4 separate regions of the Sus scrofa genome follow, and regions 1, 3 and 4 are each linked to region 2. The links are chromatin contacts, called in public Hi-C, HiChIP or PLAC-seq and promoter capture Hi-C maps. All regions are on one chromosome and are shown on one strand. The core of a region is the stretch at or near the end of the contact, and the rest is flanking DNA. Distances in the headings are between cores, read along the strand shown. Region 1 holds the start of MADD (MAP kinase-activating death domain protein). Region 2 holds the start of AMBRA1 (activating molecule in BECN1-regulated autophagy protein 1). Region 3 holds the start of NR1H3 (nuclear receptor subfamily 1 group H member 3). Region 4 holds the start of ARFGAP2 (ADP ribosylation factor GTPase activating protein 2).

What was found. Promoter capture Hi-C pulls out the DNA fragments that hold promoters and counts their contacts. A called contact is a pair of places that touch in the nucleus more often than the background predicts. HiChIP or PLAC-seq counts read pairs in DNA pulled down with a chosen protein or histone mark.
Region 1: a promoter capture Hi-C map of liver shows a contact between it and region 2, with 2.4 times the contacts expected there. The contact joins the promoter of MADD here to the promoter of AMBRA1 in region 2. A contact is called at or near these places in 1 of 5 promoter capture datasets (liver) and 1 of 2 datasets of contacts at active chromatin or transcription factors (alveolar macrophages).
Region 3: a contact with region 2 is called in an H3K27ac HiChIP or PLAC-seq map of alveolar macrophages. The contact joins the promoter of NR1H3 here to the promoter of AMBRA1 in region 2. A contact is called at or near these places in 1 of 5 promoter capture datasets (liver) and 1 of 2 datasets of contacts at active chromatin or transcription factors (alveolar macrophages).
Region 4: a Hi-C map of liver shows a contact between it and region 2, with 3 times the contacts expected there. The contact joins the promoter of ARFGAP2 here to the promoter of AMBRA1 in region 2. A contact is called at or near these places in 1 of 5 promoter capture datasets (fetal liver) and 1 of 47 Hi-C or Micro-C datasets (liver).

The regions. Positions count from the first base shown.
Region 1 is chr2:15,313,923-15,316,622 of Sscrofa11.1, forward strand. MADD (MAP kinase-activating death domain protein) reads right to left here and starts at 1,300. Exons shown (of 36, transcript XM_021085175.1): 1 at 992-1,300. It overlaps NR1H3 (nuclear receptor subfamily 1 group H member 3), which reads right to left. Exons shown (of 10, transcript NM_001101814.1): 10 at 2,407-2,686. The coding sequence ends at 2,540.
Region 2 is chr2:15,934,028-15,936,727 of Sscrofa11.1, forward strand. AMBRA1 (activating molecule in BECN1-regulated autophagy protein 1) reads left to right here and starts at 1,327. Exons shown (of 17, transcript XM_021085245.1): 1 at 1,327-1,558.
Region 3 is chr2:15,335,369-15,338,068 of Sscrofa11.1, forward strand. It overlaps NR1H3 (nuclear receptor subfamily 1 group H member 3), which reads right to left and starts at 1,417. Exons shown (of 10, transcript NM_001101814.1): 1 at 1,240-1,417. ACP2 (acid phosphatase 2, lysosomal) reads left to right here. Exons shown (of 11, transcript NM_001244740.1): 4 at 758-910; 5 at 1,019-1,117; 6 at 1,198-1,287; 7 at 1,730-1,862; 8 at 2,642-2,700.
Region 4 is chr2:15,389,326-15,392,025 of Sscrofa11.1, forward strand. ARFGAP2 (ADP ribosylation factor GTPase activating protein 2) reads left to right here and starts at 1,278. Exons shown (of 16, transcript NM_001244552.1): 1 at 1,278-1,372; 2 at 1,542-1,660; 3 at 2,206-2,278. The coding sequence starts at 1,301. PACSIN3 (protein kinase C and casein kinase substrate in neurons protein 3) reads left to right here. Exons shown (of 10, transcript XM_021085228.1): 10 at 9-568. The coding sequence ends at 124.

The sequences.
Region 1 (2,700 bases), core at 50-2,549, 620 kb before region 2:
TACTAACGGGCAGCCCCTCATTCCCAGCTCCTATATTCCAAAGGCATCAAGCTCAAGACTCATACCTATCCGCTGAAGTCCTACACAATTACCACCCAACACCATCCACACGCAGATTTAGAATCCACAGACCTTTAAGCTATCTTGTCTTTTCAGCTTACAAATGGCCATGTTAACCAGCCCTTTGGATTCGTCCCTCATTTTGGCAGGATGTCACAGTAAAACCACAAGAACCAGAGAGTGATAGGACATCTGCTGACGTGAGCACAATAAGAGGCTCTCTCCCCTCCTCCTCCCCAGGCAGTGACCTTGCAAGCGCATCAGCACAGACTGGTCCAACGTGGGGAAGAATGAGAGCAAGGAGGCAGCAATAGGCAGGGTTGGGGAAGTAGGGAAGGCAGGGAAAGAAGGATGAGTCTAAAGATGCACGAGGATGGGGAGACAATCAGTTTCAGGAAAGACTGAACGGGGTCTCCACTCCCCAACAAGCCAATTTTGAAACACCAAATTAAAAAAAAAAAAAAAGAAAATTTAAGAAGCCAAAGTGTTTATTCAAATTCTAACCAAAAATGGGGAACGCGCGCGCGCACACACACACACTCACGCACAGACACAGACACACGTACACACGCGCGCCATGTGTTTAGCCCCCGGACAGGACAGCTCTGCCCGCCCCCTCACCTGCTGGACAGTTCTCCCCCGCACCCGCCCCGGAACCAGGGCCGCCCGCCAGCCTCGCAGGAATCTAGCCCCGCAGCCGCAAGCTGCGCCCAGGTTCGCAGCTGGAACCCCTTTGGCCCCCACCCCTTGTCCTACCCCCTTCCTACAGACCGCTGCTCTCTCTCGAGACCCCACGCCCCCTCACACAACCTTGGGGGCTCCTTAGAGTCCCCTTCCCACTAAAGCCCCTGTTTCCTCTCATAGTCTGTATCCCCCGGGGAGCCCCACCCCAAACACCCTTCCAGGCCCCCAGTGGCCCAGACCTTCCTACCTCTGGAGCCTCTGAAGACCGGCCAGGTTCGGCCGCACGACTCTCTGCAGCCAAGCGTCAGTCGCTCGCCGGCGCGGACGCCGCTCAGAGCGCGCGCCAGTTCCGCGTCCTCACCGGGAAGGGGGGTGGGGGGGCGCCTACCACTCCGACCCGGTGAAGGAGGGGGAGCCGAGGGGGGCCGGGGGCCGTACCATTCCCCCCGGGGAGGACAGGGCTGCACCAAGCCGAGGGCTGAAGGGTGGAGCCGACCTCAGGAGAAAGGCGGCTACGCACACACCTATCCGTGTGGGAGTGGGAACGCGATGGGGAGCGTTGGGCCAGCCCAGCGCCTTTACGTGCCAAGGGGAGGACCCACAGGAACACTTTTTCTTTAGGTTACTAAAACAGATTTTAATTCGGCATGGTAATGGAGTCCATTTCGAGGAAATGTGGATTAATCTGGAAGAGACTTCTCAAGATAAGCTGCCCCTGAGACTTTCTAACCGTCCCTCTTACCTGACTTCCCTCCCCCCGCTCGCGCTTTGGAGGTGCCCAGCCTCCCGGGCTGGCAAGCCGGCGGCCTCGGCAGTGGAACCTACCAATTCAGGGGCGGCGGGGGGACCTGATGCCGGAAGGCGCAGGCCGCGGTTTCACCTACACCGGGACGCTCCACGGGAGGGGGCGTGAGCGGTGCCGCGGTGCCCGCTGGGAAATGGAGTCCAGCCCTTTGGAGACGCTAACCCTGAAACCGGTCAGCCTACCCCTGGCCTCAGGGGACCTTTCTTCCTGTCCCAAGGGTCTGCGGGCCAAGAGGAAGGATTGCTCTTTTTCAGCTGTCAACGGGAAAACCAAGGTATTATACCCGCGGGCATGAACACAGGTGCACGACTGAGGCGTTAGGTCGGAAAATCCCACACCCCCTTCCCACAGGAAGACAACCGATCCCACCTGGATCACTGAACGGGAAGGGGGCATCTAAGCCTCAACATTTCATTGACCCTTATGGCTCAATGGGGCTAGTAAAAGGAGGTCCCCGCTCACTGCCAAGGCTGTCACTTGTGACTTGTCTCCCTCCTCGGAATCTGGAAGCAGCTCCTTAAAGGACACAGCCTTCCCTCCTCTGTTGCCGGGCCCCCACTCCCAATCCAGAAATGGGTTTCTCTCATCCTGTATTAATTTCGATCTTCCTGTACACCCAGTGCCAGTCCTATCAGTGAGGCAGCCCTGAGGCATTTACGGCCAAGCCGCAGGCTAACAGTGGAGAATTCTTCTTGGGGCCCCGTGGGGAAAACAGGAAGTGGTAGAGGCAGGATGGGCAGGGCCCTGGCCAACCTTGTGCAAAGTGGCCCCCAGGTTCATCCATTTGGCAGGGTCAGTACCGTCTTCACATGGGAGCACTGTTTCAGCAGAATCCCCAGGACCCAGCAGCCACAAAATTCCCAACCCTTTGACTCTTTTAATGCCACGTGAGGATGTCCTTTGCCCAGCCCTCAGGAATGTCTGCCCTTCTCAGTCACGCCTCAGCCATCTACCCCAAAAAACAGAAGACACGGTGTGGGGGAAGAACAGTCACTCGTGCACATCCCAGATCTCAGAGAGCAGCGGGGGAAGCTTTTTATCCTGCAGGCGCAGTGCAAACACTTGCTCTGAGTGGACGCTGCTCAGTGTCCGGAGGCTCACCAGTTTCATTAGCATCCGTGGGAACATCAGTCGGTCCTGGGGAAGAAGAG
Region 2 (2,700 bases), core at 77-2,576:
GTCTTTTCTAGGGCCACACCCACAGCATATGGAGGTTTCCAGGCTAGGGGTCCAGTTGGAGCTGTAGCCGCCAGCCTACACCACAGCCACAGCAATGTAGGATCCGAGCCACATCTGCGACCTCTACCACAGCTCACGGCAATGCCGGACCCTTAACCCACTGTGTGAGGCCAGGGATCGAACTCACAACCTCATGGTTCCTAGTTGGATTTGTTAACAACTGAGCCATGGTGGGAACTCCGACAGTGGATTTTTAATCTGCTGCACCATAAGGGAAATCACAGGATTTTTTTTTTTTTAAGGGTCGAACTAGTGGCATAGAGAAGTTCCCAGGCTAGGAGCTGAATTGGAGTTGCAGCTGCCAGCCTACACCACAGCCACAGCATTGCCAGATTCGAGCCTCATCTGCAGCCTACACCACAGCTCATGGCAATGCCAGATCCTTAACCCACTGAGCAAGGCCAGGGATCGAACCCACATCCTCATAGATACTAGCTGTGTTTGTTACCACTGAGCCACAAATGGGAACTCCTTGTTTTTGTTTTACATCTTTCTCTCCCAGTCTCCTCTCTCCTTAAGAGGTAAGGTAAACTATTATAGTTGGTAATCCATATGTAGTGATCTATATGATTTATTAAATTGTGCCTGGGATGAAGATTTCAATCCATATTTGTGCTGACCATATGTTACTGTCTACTAAGAGACTTTGGAAAGTTTTCATGATGATAAAAATGTCAACACACTTTATTAGTTTCGGAATCCAAAGAGACTTTCAGTTATTGTGTAAGAAGCACACCTGTGGTCCTAGGTCTTTGGAATATAATAAAAAAGCAATATATATTTTTTTCTGGCCTTAAGTTCAAACTTAACACTGAATTTTCCCAGCTTCTCTCTGCTGTGCTTATGGCCGTTAAATTGGAGCGTCAAGAGAGACTATTCATTTCGTTCCTCAGCCTGGATTCTCTCATTCTCTCTATGCCTCTATTATATCTATCTAATTCATCTCACTGTTCCATGAGGAAACTAAGGTCAAATTTGCTGAGTTGGGATAAATAGTGTAGGTGGTCCATAACATAGTTAGATAGCAAGTGTTATTATACTCTGACTTAATCGTCAACACGCTCAAGAAAAACTCCGGTTCTCTAAACAATTTAGCCGGCAGCCGAGACAGAAAATGGCAGAAGCCCAGACTACTTTACTCCATTGTTTATGATCTGGGTTTGTTTGTTTATGCCTTGGACATAAGCCGGACCTTGAGTGGGAGCAAGCTGTTTTTCGGCGCTCGACTCGAGTTCCTTGAACGATTGCTTGGGCGCTCCTCCTTTGATGTCTGGGGCGTTCGTGTATTCGGTGATCTTTTGCGCCGTCTTCTTGCTTGATGTCTCCCGAGCGGCGGCGTCGCCGGGTCCAGGGCTGACTTATCCGCAAGGCCCCGCGCTCAGACTGCTTTCTCCCGCTGGTCGGTAGAGCGGACCCCTTGCTTCCTTCCAGCTGCTTCTTCTATCTGTGGTTCAGTCCATCCGCTGGGCTGCAGACCGAGCCCCCGCCGGCCTTGCAGGTAGGCCCGGGAGGAGCCTGGGAGGCCCAGCCCGGCATCCTACCGCCGCCGGGTTGAGAAGACCTTGGCGCCGGCGGGTGGGAGGGTGGGTCGGCCGCGGAGACACGGCCAGAGGAGGAGCTACCCGGCCGCGTTCGGGGGCGCGGTCGGAGAGGCGACAGGGAACCGAGGAAGAAGCCGGAAGGACGGAGAGATGCTTGGGCTGCCCGGTGTGGTTCGGTAGGAGGGCATGTTGGGTCTGGGGCGAGTGTTGGCACCCCCAGTGTATGGGGAAATTGCTTTCCAGGAACGGATAGAGCTTTACGCGCTTTGACCCTCCTTCTTTTCTTTCCTTTCACCCCCCAAAGGCTTCGGGTGTCATGACTCAGTTGCACTGGGGACACCCTCTGAGTCTGAGTCCCCTTTGAAGGGACCCTTGAATAGGTGGAGGTTTGTGGAACAGGGCCCTATGGCTCCTCTGAGCGAAGTGTCATATTCTTGACTTTTTTGGGTAGGGAAACTGAGGCTAAGCTGGGACGTGACTTTTTCTCATATCCCTGACAGATCTTTAAATGCACCATAAGTCATTTTTGGTCGTTTACCAGTTTACTCCCCCCCACCCCCTCTTTACCAGTCATTTTATGCACATAGTGATTTGTCGTTGGCTTGTCGTGATCGCTTCTTCCTAGGAATATAGATTTTGTCACCGGAGACTTAAGAAGTAAAGGGACCACGCGATCTTTTGTCTGGCTTTGCTTTTCAAAGTCTGTATCATTTTAGCGAGACAGTTACTTTGTTTTCTTGATAGGAAATTTTGTTTGCTGTTTGATTTGCTTTCCAGTTGATACTTTTTTCTCCTCTTTCCCTTCAGCCTGTTTTTCGGTGGAAGTCTTTAACCTATGGTGTTAGGTAGTTAATGTCCTACAGAGGATGGTCAATGTTTTGAAGTCAGATATTTGTCTTGAGAGACTGCTTTCTAGGAAGAATCCAAATGAAACTCAAGGAGTCTCTTTTGGACCAGTTTTGTTGTATTCGATTAGTGGCTTAGTTACTAGAGTGAAAAAGCTTCGTGTAGAAATCATTCAGATATTTAAACTGAAAGTTAGCACTCTGGGAACTCCGTTATGTTTTCCTTCTCTCTCCCAGCTTGGAAACTTTGGGGA
Region 3 (2,700 bases), core at 167-2,666, 600 kb before region 2:
CATTTCTGGTTACAGCTACAGGACAAGACACCCAAGGGGTGTCTGGAACAAAACCCCAGAGGCTGAGTTGCTCCTGCTTGGCTTGGGAATTGGCAAAACGGATCAAGCATCCAAGCTCAGATTTAAGGGTCTAGCAAAGTAGTTTCTGACTCTGAAATAGCTCAAGCTTTCAAGACATTTTTGGAGTACCTGTTATGGGCCAGGCACTATGCTAGCACTGCATATAATGGTGTGCCATACAAACTTGATCTTTGTCTCTAGATGTTGTATTGTCTCCTTGAGGGCCAGCTCTTGCCTGATCTTGCCCTTCCTTACAGCTTCTTCCTCTCTCTTCACAAATAATTATTTCTGTTCCATATCTTATTTCCTCTCCTGGTCTCTAAGCCAGTTATAAAAGGGGAGATAGTTTCTGCCCTCAAGGACCTGGGCCTAGATAGGGTGACAGGTGGTGTAATAAAACCAGGCACACAGACGGACCCAAGAGCCTTGTTAACTAAGCACTTTGGACTGGGAGGGGCATCTGACCTAAAGCCATTCTCACAGGAGTTTTTCACAGACTGGGGACAGCAAACCCCCCAGCTGCATTTTGGGCCCTGGCTGTAAAGAGGGATGGGGAAAGCCAGAGGGGGGAGAGGGCCAGATGCACGGAGGATTTCATTTGGTAGGTGTCCACCAAGAACCGGTCCTCCCCTGGGACCCCATGGAGGGGCCAGAGCTCCCCCACCCACTCGTGAGACTCGTGTTGTCATCTCTGCAGGTTTATGTTCGAAGCACAGACTTTGACCGGACTCTCATGAGTGCTGAGGCCAACTTGGCTGGACTCTTCCCCCCTAATGGGATGCAGCGCTTTAATCCAAACATCTCTTGGCAGCCTATTCCTGTCCATACTGTGCCTGTTACCGAGGACAGAGTAAGACTGGCCAGCCCTTCCCTGGAGGCGGTGAGGGGGGCAGCTCTGGCCATTGGGCTGCTGATCCCCGACTCTTTCTCTGCCTCTGCTTCCCCCTTTGGTCTGCAGCTGCTGAAGTTCCCGTTGGGCCCATGTCCCCGTTTTGAGCAGCTGCAGAACGAGACCCGGCGGACACCAGAGTATCAGAATGAGAGTATTCAGAATGCAGTGAGTGGGGCCGAGGTGGAGGTCACCACACATTGTCCTTTCCCCCAGGGCAGGACTGATCCCTGATCCCTTTCTCATAGCAATTTCTGGAAATGGTGGCCAACGAGACAGGGCTTACGGACCTGACACTGGAGACCGTCTGGAATGTCTATGACACACTCTTCTGTGAGGTGAGCTGGCTCAGGGTCCCCGGTATGACTGTCCTCCTCTCACACCTCAGCAGGCCTAGGTGACCAGGCCATGTGCAACCGTGCCTGGACCCCATTCCTACCCGGGAGGTCCAGGCAAGCCGCCTCTTGTGAAACAAGGGAACTTCCCTCATGGGTGAAAAAGAACCTCAGAGTGGGAAATAGTTTATCGATCGTCAGCAGTTCCTGCTTCTCTCCACCCCGAGCTCTCGTGGTATCTGACTCCGTTCTGCTGAGTCACACTTTTGGTGCCCGAGCCTCCTTTCCTGTGCCCTGCGGCCTCATCACTGTCCACCATGTCTCCTGGTCGCAAACCTCTGCCTCTCCTCTCCCTGCACACACCCACACACACACAGGAAGAGAACGGCTCCCGGGAGAGGCTCTGGCCTGGGTGAGGAGCTAACCTGCCCGCTGCCACATACAGCAGACACACGGGCTGGTCCTGCCTCCCTGGGCCTCACCCCAAACCATGCAGCGTCTGAGCCGGCTAAAGGACTTCAGCTTCCGCTTCCTCTTCGGGATCTACGAGCAGGCAGAGAAGGCCCGGCTGCAGGGGGGTGAGTGACAACAGCAGCATGTCACTCCCCTGTCAGATCCCTACAGCATTAGGAATCCGCTCTTGGGGGCCTCTCACATGCTACCTGAAGTGTTCTCTGCTCTTCAGAACTAGGCCCCCCTAGTCATCCCCTTAGTCATCGGTGTCCCCAGCTGTCTAGATGCCTAGCACGTTTGTCCTGTGTGAGTGAGCACGGTTGGGTGTGTGCTGCTTTTCTGCCATTCACATTCTTTTAAGTTTCACCATGTCAGAAAGCCCTCCCTCCCCTCCAATGAATCCCTTCCTCCAGATGACCACAAGGGCCCACTTTGAAAGAGGCTGACAGTCATACACAGGCCAGTTTCCTGACGTGAGCACCCCAAGGGAGTGCCAGCTGACGAACCTTTGCGACATCTCAGTTTTCAGAGCCTGCACATGACAGAGTTCCCCTGGCCTGGAGCCACCATCTTGTGTGTTCTGAAGCAATCTTGAGTTTATATTTATTCCCACCTGGAGTAATTCTTCAAACATGGGCAGGGCTTCGTAACTCATTTATAAATAAGTGGCGGGTTTCTGCATCGGTGTTGAAACACAGATAGCTAGCTTGAGCTTGCTTTCTCCTACACATGTGAAAGTTCTTAGAGAGCAGGTGCCGTAGAGTTCCTGTGTAGTTCCCATGAGCCTGGAGTTCTCTGTGGTGATCAGAGCCAGGACTCGCAGAGGGTGAGAGAACGGCAGATAGGTCTGGTGAGAAGATGGTGACGGCTATAGCCACTGACACTGGGGACTTCTGTCCTTCAGGAGTCCTGCTGGCCCAGATACGGAAGAACCTGACCCTGATGGCAACCACCTCCCAGCTC
Region 4 (2,700 bases), core at 28-2,527, 540 kb before region 2:
TTCCGCAGGGGAGGAGCTGCTGAAGATGAGCGAGGAGGATGAGCAGGGCTGGTGCCAGGGCCAGCTGCAGAGTGGCCGGATTGGCCTGTACCCTGCCAACTACGTTGAGTGTGTGGGGGCCTGACCTGCCCTTACAGCCCTTCTACATGTTTCTCCACCCCCACCACCCCTTTCAGTCTGAGCCTAGCTTGTCTGGGCAGCTGGACTTGAGGGCCCTGAACCATGCTGCCCCTGGTGGCCCTCTGTCCCTTTCAGGAGAGAGGAAGTCTTGAGACTCCCAGGAGCAAAGGGGCCTGCCTCTAGGAAGGGACTGGTAGGGAAGGGCCAACTGAGTCTGGACTGAGGGGAAGGTGGGAAGGTCAGGAGGTAACAAAAGGGCTCAGGGGTGCCTGGGCCTCCCCAGGAATACCCTGGTCTCCCCAGGAGTTGTGGACCCAGTGCCCAGTCTGTGTTTTGAGCTTCCTGGGGCGCGCTTGGGGTGAGTGTAGTTCTGGGCTAGCAGCACTCTTTTGTGGCTTCTAGTGTGTATTAAACTTGGAAAAAATAAACTTGGAAGAAAAACAAAACACTGTCAGGCTTGTGTGCGTCTTTGTTACCCCCCGCCCCTCCGCCGCCAGGCCACCGAGGGCATCTGGAGCCAGGCACTGAGGAGAGGTCGTGGGCCTGAAGTATATTATGGGGGTGGGGGTTGGGCAAAGGTTGTCAACTTGGTACCTGCTCTGGACTTGGGACCCTAACTTGGATTTGGGACCCTAACCTGGGGCGGAAGGGACTCGAGATAGGGCTAGATGCGAGCCGACCACGACTGGAGGCTGGGTGAGGAGTTCTGAGCGGGGCGGGAGCCCAGTCAGTTTACCTTCCCGTTCAGGGCGGCAGGCCCAGGAGTGCTTGGTAGGACTGTTAATCATCACTCACTCTTTGGGATCTGGCCCGAGAAGAGGCCGGCTTCCCCGTCTCGCAGCCCACGCTCCTGAGAGATGGCTCCACCTTCTGGAGAAGACCGGACCTGCGGGCGCCTCTGCGGCGACGTTTGGGCCTGCGGGCGAGCCGTCGCCCCGCCCCGACTGCGGATTGGCCCCGGCGCGGCGTGGCGTGGATTCGAGCGACTGCCGCCGAGCCCAGGCCGCTGATGGTTCGGCTCCTGCTCCACCGACCGCCCATTGGTCGGGATCCGGACAAATCACCCCGCCCCTAGGCCGGCCGGCCCCCGCTGAGCCCCACCCGCTGACCCGCGTTCGCGGCCGCGGATTGGCCTGTGACGCGACCCGTCGCTCGCGCTGGAATCTGGGAAGGAGAGAAAATGGCGGCCGAGCCGAGCAAGACAGAGATCCAAACTCTTTTTAAGAGGCTTCGCGCAATTCCAACCAACAAGGTGCGTGAGTGGGAGGCGGGCAGGGCCAGGCACTGGCCGAGAGGGACTCCCCTGGTTCCCTTGGCGCCTGAGGGAGGGAGAGGGAGGGCGTGGACTGTCTTCCCGGGGTGTCAGCGCTCGGCCTGGACCTGGGGCCCCTGACCATTCGCTCATCGCCTTTTTCACGCAGGCCTGTTTTGACTGTGGCGCCAAGAATCCGAGTTGGGCTAGCATCACGTATGGTGTTTTCTTGTGCATTGATTGCTCCGGGGTGCATCGCTCCCTGGGCGTCCATCTCAGCTTCATCAGGTAGGGTCTTTTCGCGGCCGCTGTGCTTCCACCCTGCCGCCCGGGGTTCATCGGGGGAGAGTGGCTGCTTGAACTTGGATCGCCCTGAGTTCGGTATTTGCGATCCTCTCATGAGTGGAAACAGCCAGTGTGGGCCCCTTACCACGCAGCCGGTTCGACTCCGCATGTGGGTCAAAACTCCTTTCTTTCCTGACAGTCAGAATTGACATTCCGAGCGTCAGTTTCAGGGAAGAGTTATCTGCATTGATCTTGTTGCTGATACATTGGAGCCAGACTGTGGCTGTGCTTAAGGGGAAGGTCGAGTCCAGGCTTGAGTGCTTGAGAATTTGACCTCCTTTCCATCTGGAAAATAATTGGTAGCCATCTGACTAGATGGATGTAGAGCAAGGCTTTCATGGATAGGGTAGAATGGAGGAAACACGGTGGCGGCTGATGAATATTTCCTGGGCGCTTGCTGCAGCCCGAGGCCAAATGACAGGTGTGGGTCTGCCAGGGAAGCGTCTCCTGGAACCTGCTGGTAGGTGACACGCAGCCCTTGCACACAGGTCCACAGAGTTGGATTCCAACTGGAACTGGTTCCAGCTGAGGTGTATGCAGGTCGGCGGGAATGCCAATGCGGTAAAGCTCCTTCTTACCATCCTCCCACCCCCATTCTTCTGCCTGAGTACTGACTCTACAGTGACTTCTTGAAGGCTCTCTCAGTTTCAGTTAGGAGAAATCTCTGGTCTATGGCAACACTGTACCCTACTCTCTAAACTTGGAAATGTATCCCTGTTCTTCACAAAGGGGCTTTGGTTTTAAACCGAGCTGGACAGACATTCTTGGGGCAAGGCCAAGGGAGTTGGGGCCTTCGCAGTCATCACGGTCTTGGGGGCCTGGATGAAGGATGGGCAGAGTGGGTACAGCATGCTGTCCTCAGGCAAAGTTGAGTGAGGGCTGGGCTTCCATCATTCATCTCAGAGGTTCGAGACTGTGGTTTTTTGCAGGAGTTTCTGAGAAACTTGATGAAAAACTCTTGGTGTCAATAGGGTGTATCATCC